2 separate regions of the Danio rerio genome follow, and region 1 is linked to region 2. Evidence: chromatin contacts called from public Micro-C data. All regions are on one chromosome and are shown on one strand. Each heading gives the region's core, a stretch centred on a gene start, on an enhancer-like site or on the middle of the called end of the contact. The rest is flanking DNA. Distances are from core to core; before and after follow the strand shown. Region 1 holds the start of tmt1a.1 (thiol methyltransferase 1A, tandem duplicate 1). Region 2 has its middle 18 kb from the start of si:dkey-195m11.8.

Evidence for each region. Hi-C and Micro-C count contacts between places; a contact is called where the count stands out from the background.
Region 1: a Micro-C map of caudal fin shows a contact between it and region 2, with 7 times the contacts expected there. The contact joins the promoter of tmt1a.1 here to the enhancer-like site in region 2. A contact is called at or near these places in 4 of 18 Hi-C or Micro-C datasets (caudal fin, embryo, hematopoietic stem cells and 1 more) and 1 of 4 datasets of contacts at active chromatin or transcription factors (embryo).

The regions. Positions count from the first base shown.
Region 1 is chr6:42,040,116-42,046,758 of GRCz12tu, forward strand. tmt1a.1 (thiol methyltransferase 1A, tandem duplicate 1) reads left to right here and starts at 3,759. Exons shown (of 3, transcript NM_001080039.1): 1 at 3,759-4,299; 2 at 4,613-4,698. The coding sequence starts at 3,805. It overlaps LOC103911260 (a long non-coding RNA gene), which reads right to left. Exons shown (of 4, transcript NR_170237.1): 3 at 4,150-4,315; 4 at 1,232-2,266.
Region 2 is chr6:41,935,518-41,941,771 of GRCz12tu, forward strand. It overlaps a transcript of scn8ab not described here. Among named protein-coding and RNA genes, the nearest start is that of si:dkey-195m11.8, 18 kb to the left of the region's middle. Within about 2 kb of position 1,599, at least 4 of the 62 cell types and tissues checked have an H3K27ac peak or open chromatin away from gene starts, as enhancers often do.

The sequences.
Region 1 (6,643 bases), core at 2,509-5,008, 110 kb after region 2:
ATGTAGGAATTATGAAATTTATTTAATAATTTTTAATTTATTTAATAATTTTTAATAATGTGAATTAGGGACACACAAAATTAGAAAAATGTGACATTGCAATGTTTTTTTTTTTTAAAGTGATATTTTGTGATACACTGCATCTAAAGAATTGATTGAATGGCACTATTTAGAAAGAATTTAGGCACACTTCATTTTGAGGTTCCTTTTTGTTATTAGCATACCATTAACTATGACTTTTGCTTCAATAAGTTTTTCATTTGCTCTTTCTCAATAATTACTAAGGTATTTTAGGTATTGGGTATGATGTAGAATAAGATCATGCAGGAAAATATAGTTTTTAAGTATTAATAAGCACCCAATATTTCAATAACATGCATGCTAATAAGCAACTAGTTGATGTGAATACATCTATAAAGTGTTATCAAATGTATTCACCTTTATTGATTGATATTATTCTGTTGGGACGAGTGAATCATGCATAAAATGTAATAAACAGGCCCGTAGCCAGAGGGGGTTTGTGTGGTTCAAAAGACCAACCCCCCCTTACTGACAATGTCCAGAATTTGGGTGCTATATGAGCTCATTTATCACCTTTTTCACAGTATGACATCATAAATTGTGAAAATAAGCAATAGAAGGCGGCTTTAAGACAAATTACATTTTTAATTATCCAAATGGACAAATTCTGACCGGGAAAATGAGCTGGCCAGCTTTTTTTTGTTTGTCTAGGTGATATAAAACAAGTTTAAAACAGATTCCTAATTGTTTTTTGTTTTAAACGATGGATCATAATAAATTTATATTTTAAAAAATAAGCATTTTTTGATGTATCTTTGTTTAAAATTTGTCTAATAATCTCATTACATTACTTATAAAACTGTAATACTTTACAGTTTAAATGCACATTTGTAAATAAACACTTTGTGGTAAAATAGTATGGTAAGCACTTTGACAAAAATGTGGAAAATATTTTTGTTGCATCAAAAAGGTGTGGTTATGATCACCATGTGACAAGCTAATCCAGCAATGATTAGTGCTTAAAATGTCACTAAAATGCAGAATTTAAACCTCATAATTAAATACAAAATGAGATGAATAACTGCAAAAAGCTCCACTTTTGAAAGACTACAACCCCTCAATAAGCTGGCTATGGACGTGATAAATGAATAACAATCATAGAAAAATTCAATAAAGCAAAGAATAAAGTGAAATAAGCAGTGCATGTTTTGTGGTTTTAGACATGTAAAAATTACACTGCAATGCATTCATTGTATAAATAATTTAATATGATTATTCTTTAATATCCCCTTAATAAACTTCCTATTTATCTTCCAATTGGTAAAATGTCCTGTGCCTGAACACACCTCAAGCCTTAAAAACATGCAAATTATAAAATTAATTACGATTAAACTCTGCAAGAACTCCATAAATCTCATTTTCTGAACTGAGACTTGCTCAAATATGACCAACTCAACATTGCCTATCTATGCGATGTGACTATTGCGAATGCACACATTGGGATATTGATGTTGAAACGATATATTGTGCAGCCCTAATGTGAAATGATACAAAAAACTGTCAGCAGTTTTTCTGTATTTTACAGCCTTACTTCTATATAAATTACTTATTATACATTATATTGCTTCAAACACCTAAAACGTCAATAAAAGTCACATTGTTAAACTGGAGAGTTGAATTTTCAACATCAAAACTTGAGAAAGTCCCATAATGCAAATCATAGCCATAAACAAATGAGAAAAATCTATCAAAAGATATACAGAACCTGATAATTAATAATAATAATCTCTTAGTGTGGTTAAATGAGAAATCATTAATATGCATAAAACATTTGTCCTTCACATGAGAATAAAAGATAAATAAAAATAAAGTTCTTCAGAGAACCAAAAACAATACTTCTAGGGCACTGTTGTAAAAACGTCCTACATTTTTAAGGATATGGTTCAAGCCCTGTGGGAGTGCAGTCATGGAAGCAGATACTGTGTGGTCAAAGGTTGCGGGCAGTAGTTAATCTTCCTCTAATCCTGTTAGGAGGTGAAAGGAAACAACAGCTTTAGACTTTCAGCCTACATCAACTCCCCCTTCTGGGCCACTTGAGCATCTTTTCCAGTCCTCGCTGATGAGCCTCAAGTGGACGAAGCCTTGCTGTGCAATGCACCACCAGCCATGACAGTGTTTGCTCACTGAAGCCACTTTAAAAAGAAGCCAGACAGAACACAGAGGCATCTTCACGTGATCACACCTTCTGCAGAACAAACCAAGATTAATACAATTGCAAGTTTTAGAGGAGCTTACAGTGTTTAAGATATTACTGTAAACCTAATCTCAAGTAAGAAATCCTCAATCCTAATCTCAGTCACTATGGAGGGCCTGATTAGGGATAAGTGCAACTGACAGGAGGATGAATAGAAAGATAGCAAAGCGCTATACAAAAATTAGGAATGGTTATAAATCTGTTATAATAAAAGTAAATGCAATAAATCAATTATTTTAATAGTTCATATCATATTCAATGAATCATATTCATTTGAACAATAGGATGTAATCAGACATAAAATGTATAGTTACGTTTGTAGGTGCACAGTATTATTTGTTTGTGATAATTGTTGAAGTATTATTGCTATGGCTCATATGGCAACGATCTTATACGGTCCGATAATTGATGTGGTTACCAAGATAAACCATAGTGTCCGTCTGGCCATGTGAACTCAGCATATTAAACCTAATGAGATGACCTCTCCATTTAGAATAAGCTTTTGCTTGGTAGGCTATTAGCCAATGCCATTTTAGTTTCACTGGGTGATTTATTAGCACTGAATTAGTTTTTTTATGTGTATTTTCTGGATATAAAATAATTTTAAGCCAATTGTCAGTAAACATTTCTTGTGTTTCTACAAAATAAATTCAAGTTTATGTTTTTTAATGTCATTTCTGCTTTATTGTCTACTTCTGTTAAAAGATTGGCTAAGACTTTTAAAAAATGTGTTGTTATTTTCACATTTTAAATAGTTATAATTAAATTAATCTAAATGGGAATCCTAAGTATTTTATACACTAAAATTAACATTGACAAAACCCTTAGTTTTGATGATCAAGATTATTCCAGTTTTATGGTTTGACCATATTTCCTTCTTGTTTTTTCATTTGTGCAAAAAAGTGTATATTTGTTGTTGTTGTTTTATGGTAATTTCTGCTTTGTTTTCTGCTTTTATTCAAAGTCTTGCTAGATTTTTTTAAACATTTGATGTGTAATTCTTACATTTTTACATTAATATACAGATTTACATGCTTTATATGTATATAATATACATTTTAGGTTAATGTAAATGGGAATCTCAAGTATTTTATACATTAAAACAAACATTCACAAAACACTTAGTTTTGATGATTAAAACTATTCCAGTTTTGTAATTTGACTATATTTTCTGCTTGTTTTTCAATTTGTGCAACAAAAAAAGTGTACATTTGTTGTTTTGGTATTATTTTATTAATTAAATGCATTTTTTGTGCATTTATTTTTAAGCACATGTTTAAATTATAACAATATATAAAAATATTCCTACATTTTTAGGAAGGAAAAAAATTAAAACAGTGGAAATGAGTAGCCCACTGTAAACACTGAAATTATTTATACAAGTCTGACATCTGCCGACGAACTGGAGCACTGCTTTGACTGTAATGCAATTCATGCGTCGAAGATGTTGATTGGTTGACTGTCACAAGGTCCAAAACGACGCCTCTCTCGTCTATCAAACATGATTCAGATTTGATAGTCATATAAAAATGTCGCTGTTTATGAACTTGTGCGCGTTTTTCTGCAAACTCGTCGTGCTCCCGATGTACATCGCGGAGCAGGCGGGACTCTTGTCTTTCTACAAACGCGTCTTTCCTATCATTGTCTATAAAATCTCCTTCTCGTACAATGACAAAATGAACGACAAGAAACGGGAACTATTCCGAAACCTGGACCGATTTTACCCCTCGAAAGGCTCTCTGCGCATTCTGGAAGTGGGCTGCGGATCTGGGGCGAACTTTGAGCACTACCCGACGGGCTCCAAGATCACCTGCACAGACCCCAACCCGCATTTCAAGAAATACCTGGAGAAAAGTATGGAGAAGAACGAGCACCTGGTGTACGACAGCTTTATAGTGGCGTCGGGGGAGAATCTGCAGGCGGTGGAGGACAGCTCGGTGGATGCTGTGGTTTGCACTCTGGTTCTGTGCTCGGTCAAAGACACCAACAAAGTTCTGCAGGAGGCAAAGAGGGTCCTGAGGCCTGTAAGTTTATGACAACCTGTGCACAGGTGAAATACATGTTATTACATTTCATAAATGCTCCTCTTATCGTTACTCTAGAGCAATTTGCAACAAAGAGTGAGTAATGATTACAATCAAATCTATATGAGAGGAAAGGTGACAGCATTACGCAACTCACCGTTTGCTCTGATAATCCCATTAGAACACACTGTTTGTTTTAGGGCAAATGTCAGCAAACAGGTGGTCTTTTCTAAGTGTTTTTAATAAATAGATCTGCACACATTCAAATGCACAATATTGGGTTGAGAAATATAAATATTGTTTTGTTTTTCAGGGAGGAGCGTTTTTCTTTCTTGAGCACGTGGTGTCAGACCCTTCAACCTGGGTTTACTTTTTTCAACATGTTCTTCAGCCATTCTGGTAATACAAAACACTGTTTACAAAGTCACTATTATAGATTTTAATTGAGAGACATAATTGAAATCACAGCTTTTTAAAATGTAGTTAAAGGATTAGACTGGTTTAGTTGAATACCAATTCAGAGTTGGGTCATTTTGTACAGTGCAATAAAGGCAAGAATATCTGATCTGTTTATTCTCTTTGGCCTACATTTAATTGAAAATATTACAAAGAAATGATTTGTAAAGTTTTAATTAACCAAAAATAATTTTATTCTGTGAATTGAGATTGCTGCTCAAACTTCAAAAATGAATAGCATGTTCATTTTCTTTTCGGCTTAATCGCTTTCTTAATCAGGGGTCGCCACAGCGGATTTAACCGTCAACTTATCCAGCATATGTTTAACGCAGCAGATGACTTCCAGTTGCAACCCAACACTGGGAAACACTCGTACACACATTCACACACATACACTATGGCCAATTTAGCTTGTTCAATTCACCTGTAATGCATATGTTTGGACTGTGGGGTAAAGCGAAGCACCCAGGGAAAACCCACACGAACACAGGGAGAACATGCAGACTCCACACAGTAATTGCAAATGACCTAGCCGAGGCTCAAACAAGCGACCTTCTTGATGTAAGGCGATCATGGTACCCGCTGCGCCACCATGAAATAGCATGCTTTACCATGAAATTTGACAATCAAAAAACAACATTCTGTGGTCGTTGTCTGATTCTCCTATTCATAATGGGTCAGTCCAGCACGCGAACCCAAAAACATGCAATTGTAGTTCATGCAGAATGAGAAATGATGCAACTCATAACATTTAACTTCCTATTAAAGACATCATCTTGATCAGGGAACAACGCTAAGGATTTTTTTCTACTGGCCGGATCGGACCAGTTGTTGAGATTTTTACTTCGCCTGTAAATATTTTCACTTGCCCCACACACAAAAAAGTTAATAGCTATTCCTTAGCCACATATTTTAAATATTGTGTCAAAAAATAATGTCCATAAATCTAGAATTTTATTATTTTTAAAATGTTAATAAATCTATAATGAGCTAAATTCAAAGTCTCATGCAAACAAAAAGAGCAGTATGGAAAATGTGCAGGTATTTTATTGCCGCTTCTAAATTATTTAAAACAAGGTGGCTGACTTGCAAAACTGGCGGCAAACAGTGCAAAACATCACTTCATTTTTTTCGTTGTCATGTTGTACCCATGTAAATGTCTGCTTCTAAGACGTTAGAAACAAATGTTTTCTTTTAGCCTCATAATTTGATGTTGCCGCCATGTTGCTGTCTCTTCACTGTGCTGGTTGTTACCAGGTTTCGAAAAATGAAACTTTAGTGACAAGGCAGCACTGATCAGGCCAGTAACGATTCTGTCTACTGTCCCGAGCGTCTCTCATGCTGACCCTGGGCCATCGAGCAGTCCTTATTGTTGAGCCGTGTTGATGTTGATTGTAATAGGTTGTGTCATAGATTCTATGTACTTCCTATAGTAATTACAAGTAATTATGCATATTTACATGCAACTAAACCTAAACCACATTCTAACCCTAACCATATAGTAATTAAATGTAATCAATTGTTATTACTCAGTTAAAGATAAATAAAAGTGAAAAGGGGGTTACACTTTTTTTAACTGTTAATTTAACTACTATTAACCTTTTTGGAGGGTATAGCAGCAATTCATATCAAAAATACATTTCATTTGTCAGTTAAAGCTCTTGAAAACTGTTATTTGTACTATAAATAAGAGTTACAGAGAAGTGACAAATCACAGATGATTTATTTCATTGCACTTTAGAAAGGGTCTCAACTTTTTTTGAATCATGGATGTAGCGCATAGTATATTTGATCTTCCATATTTAACCCAAGGTCATGTGTCTATATAATAAACATGATGGAATACTAGTATAACAAACCATATGATCACCATATATAACGCCATAAA
Region 2 (6,254 bases), core at 349-2,848:
GTATGGAGTTGCATTTTCTCCACGTGTTTGCTTGGGTTTTCTCCGTGTGCTCCGGTCTTCCTCACAGTCCAAAGACATGTGCTATAGGTGAATTGGGTAAGCTAAATTGGCCATAGTCTACAGTATGTAAATGAGAGTGTATGAATGTTTCCCAGTACTGAGTTGCAGCTGGAAGGGCATCCGATGTGTAAAACATATGCTGGATAAGTTGGCGGTTCATTCCGCTGTGGCAACCCCTGATGAATAAAGGGACTAATCCGAAGGAAAATGAATGAATGAATCAACCACTGGCCAGAAACATGTTAACTTATGCAAAAATAGATTTTATTTTATTGAAATGTATTTCACCATTGTTTCCTTCTCTATAATTAAATACCATAATAAGTATTTAAACATTTTTGATAGTTCTATGATCTGAACTTATGCTGGTAGAGAAAAAGGTCCATATGTTATTGATTCAGTTAATTTACAACATCAAACATTTATGACCTTTTTTGTCGTGGACGTCTTGAGCCTTTTTGTTGTAACATTTGTGTGTGTGGGTAACTTAAAATACTTGAACTTTAAAAAATCATGAACTTTAAAAAATCAAATTATTTTTTAATATTTAAACTTAAACCATATGAATCAATTACCTTATGACTTTATAAAGCATAATTGACGGCTTAATGATTTTAAAAATATGTTTTGTGAATTTATTTAAAGATGACGTGTACTATTTTTGTCATTGGTTTTACCCTATGTCTTTTGGCAATATTAAAGGTTTTTATGAAATCTTATTTCTTATTTTTTCTGCATGTCTATGCAGAATTAGGCTATAGTAAAAATAATGATGATGCGACAAATAAGGATGTTTTACTTTTTTCAATCAGATTTGTTAAAAGTATTAGGCTATTTCACAATGTTAGTTCATTTCTGCTACCATTTAAAAATTATTATATTAAAAATGTTTATTTGAAAATCATCTATAAACAAGTCAAGTTTTAAATCGTAATTCTCAAGTTTAGCGGAATTCTATGGAAGTAAAAATATTATCTTTAAATTATTATGTATCTTAACACAATTTTTATTTTAGACAGGAAAAACAAGCAGTGATATACCAGTGATACAAATAAATCATCAGAGAGAAACAAAATGATCTTTAGTGGTGTTACACGGTAACAATTTTTTATAAAATATGCATTTTACAAAATATCTGCTGCACGGTATCCAACCAAATCATATGCGGACTAAATTAGGCCTTCATTCATTCACTTTCCTTCGGCTTTGTCTTTATTTCAGAGGTTGCCAAGCAGAATGAACCGCCAATTAGCATATGTTTTACGCAACAGATGCCCTTTCAGCTGCAACCCAGCATTGGGAAACTAAATTAAGCCTAAGTAAATTTATTCATTTACATTCTAGTCTTTTTTTAAATAATTTATTTACAATAAAGGAGGTGAAGAAGTAAACCTGGAAATGTTGTCAAGTGTTAAGTCTAGAGACAGAAAAATGCCATTTCTGTAGCATGACAAGGCACAATTTGGCCATTTCAAACCGCGCTTTCAGTTAGTGCGCGCATGCGTTTTGAATAGCTTTTGCACTATTTTGTCCACAAGGTGTCGACAACAAACAGCGGAAGACATACTTTTAAACTCACAGTTTCAAAGAAAACGTGAGCTAGTGAGACAGAACACTGAGCTGTTTTGAACTAGTATTTCATGACTTGGAGTTTAAGGTTTTTGATTGAAAGGCAAGTCCACTATGCAGAAATCTTCAGTTACTTGTTTAACATTAAAACTTGGGTCCTTTCAACAGCTTGAATGCTATGAGGAGATGAGCAATGAGCAATATACTAAATAAAATTTCTCAGAGTTGTAGTTAAAACATCGGGAATGTGTCATAGATTCTACAACTCTATGAAAAATATTGTTTTACTGTATATGAAATGACTTCCTGTAATTAGCATTGCATAGGCTTCATCGTCAAGTTTGTCAAGTTAGTCTATTGTTTTGGAGGCAGGACACCTTCTTGAATACAGTCCCGCTGACATTCGAGCCATAAAGGCCACTTGACATCTCTGGAGCCCAGAAAACTAACTGCAAAACAAGAAAATAAAGTCTCTGTAGACAACATAGCCTAGTGAAGCGACACAAACAATAGACTGCTATGCTGACGATTGCATGCACGAAGGGATATAAAGGTAACAACTCAATTATTTAAAGAGAAAGACATTTTTATCACACATCTTTTGGAAAGAAAAGAGACCCTTGATGAATCTCTAGTGCGCATGCTATCAAATGGGAACTTGACAATGCAAAAATAAAATATAATTTTGGGCTTCAAGAGAAGATGAGACTTGTTTTTACTATTCTATTCTGGAATAGTAAGGTAAATTAAAAGCCCAACTGATGAAAGATTTATTTAAATTGGTTCATCTGTGTGCGGACATGATCACTTTTTTCTTCCACCACATTTTTAGTGGATCAAAAGGTTTACTTTTGTATGAGTTTATGCTTGTTTTTTTAATGTGAAAAAAAGTCAGTATAATGACTATTTTCATAGTGAAAAGGTGAATGTTCTCACACACCCCAAAATTATACAGGCTACTGGGCATTGTTCAATATCCTTCTGAGAAAGAAAAAAAAACACAAGCACTCAAGCTTAACTGGAAGGCTGCTTTATTGTTTGGAAAAGGTTTCGTGCTCAAATGAAGACAATCTTTCACTGATTCTCACTAAGTCAAGTGGTTGTGCAACACACCCTCTCCTCTCCAACATCAGTGGCAAGAGATAAGAACAACATTTTGAACCAAAAACCACTTGAGTTATTGTCAGCAAATGAAGGAAATAGCATCTCAGTCATGCTACAAAAGAACAGACAGAAATCAGTATTTATAGAAAAATAAAAGAAGTGGCTGAAAATCAACAGAAGCTGAGCACAGAAGGCAAACTGTTTCTCTTTCTACAGACTCAACCTTCAAGAGATTCATCGAGTGACCGACGCACTCCATTTCCTGCCCCATGCTATTTGACGATCTCTGATGATGAAGTCAGGCTGATGCCAGTTAAGTTTTCTTTTTTTTCTTTTCCTTTTTGCTCTTTTTAGACTTTTTTTTTTTGGTCTTTTGTCTTTTTTTTTGTTCATTTTTTTGCTTTTTATTAGATGTCACAGACATTCTTTAGTACAGTTCTTTCTCCTAGTGCTCATTTGAAACAAGCTCCACTTGTTTAGGAGAATATTATGCAACATCATCTACTTTTTCGACAAACAAAATTGGCAGCAAAAGGCACCTTAAACAAACATACAAAGACAAGAAAAGCATAATATAAAGCCTAACCAAACCTAAAACTGCAAATTGCATTGCTGTGTATCTAAGAGATGAGGAACAAGCTAAGCTCAAGTCAAACTGCATCACACACAATTAAAGTGACCAAACCGTCACACACTCTTCATCCCCTTTCCCCTACCCCCATACACTCGCGCGCACACACACACACGCTTGCTCTTTCAGACTCGGACAGACAGATCATGGCATAATTTTGGCGAATAGGCCGGAAGATGAAAACAGGGTTTATGAGGGAAGAACATGTGGCGTCCAGTGCATATGTACGTAGTATGTGAGTTGGAGATGGCAGGACGTATTCACACAGGGTGTAAATGAATTGCTGGTAGTGCATTCCCCTCCCAAAAACAGGCGACATAAGCCATAGCGAGCAGCCAGTACATTACCGTGCATTGAAAGCTAGACCCGTGCACACACACAGTCCTCACTCTCTCAAAGCCAAACATCTTACACACACACAAGCACACACTGTGTGGGCCAGGTCAGAGTTTTGGTCGTTCATCGAACGTATTGCACGAAAGAAAGAAGAACGTGAGCAAATGACAGCCAGAAGTGCTTCCCCTCCACTCCAAGCAGAGGTCAAAACAGAGGAGGACAGTGCTCTCATATCGTATATATACATACATATGCATATGTATGCGCACACACATCTACATATACATGTATAGACAGATACATATGATCTATAGCTCTATATATGCCTTGATTTATGTATAGATTTATATATACTTTTTGCATTTAACATATATTGGATTCCCCTCTTTAATGTGAAAAGTGTGTCAAAAAAATCTACACCTTCTAACAAATATGTCAGTCTACCTAGTGAGACCAGGGCAATGAGTGAAGCCATTCTATTAAGGTTATAATTCATTTTCAGTATTAGATAGCAGTACTTTTTTTTAAAGTGTTTCCGTATTTACAAAAAACTATGCATGCCGTTAAAATAAAATTATATATTACATTATTTATAATCTCTTAAAAAGTTCATTCTTAACTTTTCAGCATTTTGTGCTGCTTACAACATAGCCTATACTGTACAACATGTTTTTTAAACTAGATTTTTCATCGAAACGAATGATCTGGTGTTTGTTTTTTGTGTTTCGTTTATACAGTCGAGCCTGCATGGCTGCATAAATGAGAATGGTTGAGCTTTGCTGAGCAGTTTTTTTTTTTATTTGTTATTTTTTATTTATTTTTTGGTTAACACCCTCGCATGCAGCAACTGGACCATCGACACCAGATGAAGGGTAAGGAAAAACCGCTGACGTCACTAAAAGAAACTGAAAATGTAGTCGCTCTGATGTGTGGAGTTGCCCGGCTCACAGTAAGCTGCTGTGGGACCAGTGCCGAATGGTTATTTGGCATTAGTGTGATGAGAAAAAAGGCTGACCAGGGGTCGAATAACTGCACGTTTAAAACCAAGGCCCTCCATTGAACAATGCTGAGAACTACTCTCAGTCTGGATGCCATCTCATCGTTACGTTTTCATTCCAGCCTGAAATCTCGGAAGCTCGGCTATGTGTCAGATAGCCCTACTCTTCTCTTTGCGTGAGAGTTCAGTGTGGTGGGAGAGCTCCTGCTTTAGCTCTACCCCAATAACAAACATTCTCCGGAGCCAGCGAAGGCCCTTATTGATGACATCAGAGTCACGTGATACATCTGTGTTGTATCCTGAGAATAATGGGGAAAGTCAACAAGCATCAGTCTGTCTGAAAGTGTTAAGCAGGAGAGGATCGCTCCCCTCCTGAGGACATTCCAGAAACTTCCAGACACAAATTGCACACACCAATTAACCAGACAAATATCTTTGGCTTCTCCTTAAACAGCCGTGACTTCCCGCTGTCTCTCTCAAGTCCTATCCGTGTGTCCTGGCTACAATCAAACCATTGCTGAAGATGTGATGGCTTTAAACACAGATAAAAACATCCTGACGATCCAGGACGAGACTAGACATAGACACTCTGCAAAACTCACCGAAAGTAAAACAGCATGTCAAAATCAAACGAAAAAGAATTCTGTTTTTCCAAAATAAAAATCTGCCACTTTCTCAAAAACGGTTATAGCTCATCTCATCTAACCCCTGATGATGAGGATTTAAAATGCCAACCAACTTGCTACACCCTTAATAATGCCCAAACCTTTACCCCCCCCGCCCCACCCTCTTGCCCCTCCCTGGACCCACCTACCATATGTCCCGCAGAGCGGGCAGTGCCGTAGGTGAGGTAAGCGATATTGCTGCATACAAATAAAATAAGAAGCTTTAGGAATTACAGTGTTATCTTTTGTTTCATTTCCCTCCTGTCTCCATACGCATACATTCCAACATTTGAGTTTTCCCATTCATTATCTCCTGAGCAGCAAAAAATGGGATGTCCACTATACTCGTCCTCTTCCAAAATGTGCCACACTTCTAGTATTGTTTCAAAGTACATAAGCCATTGATTAGTCACAGGCATTTGCACCATCTGAAGCCAATCCCAAATTCTGTCCTAGTGTTTGATAATAATCGAGGTGAAGATGCAGGTTTTGCATCTCAGGCCCAATTGGCTTTTCTCAGTATCAAATTGAATTTGGTTTCTGGTCATCAATTTAGCCAGTGGACAGCCTAAAACATTGTCAAGCCACTGTGGTGGTCTGTATTAGTGTTTTGTGGACTATGATTACTCATGCAAAATTTCTGATCAAAACATGCCACCATGCAAGTCATTTCTATGCATTGAACAAGCACAATAATTTATTATTCATTTGGAGATGTGTATTGGGGGCCCCTGGTTATTGCCCCCGGTCCTATCGGTGTGAAAGCCCATGTAGAAAAAGCCTTTTGATGCAGGTATAACAAAGTTATCATGACACAGTTACTGAGGGTGACATGGGCAAAATGTTGAATGTTAATTCGTTTTTTTTCCTCCTGCTTCTCCTCCTTTTTTTG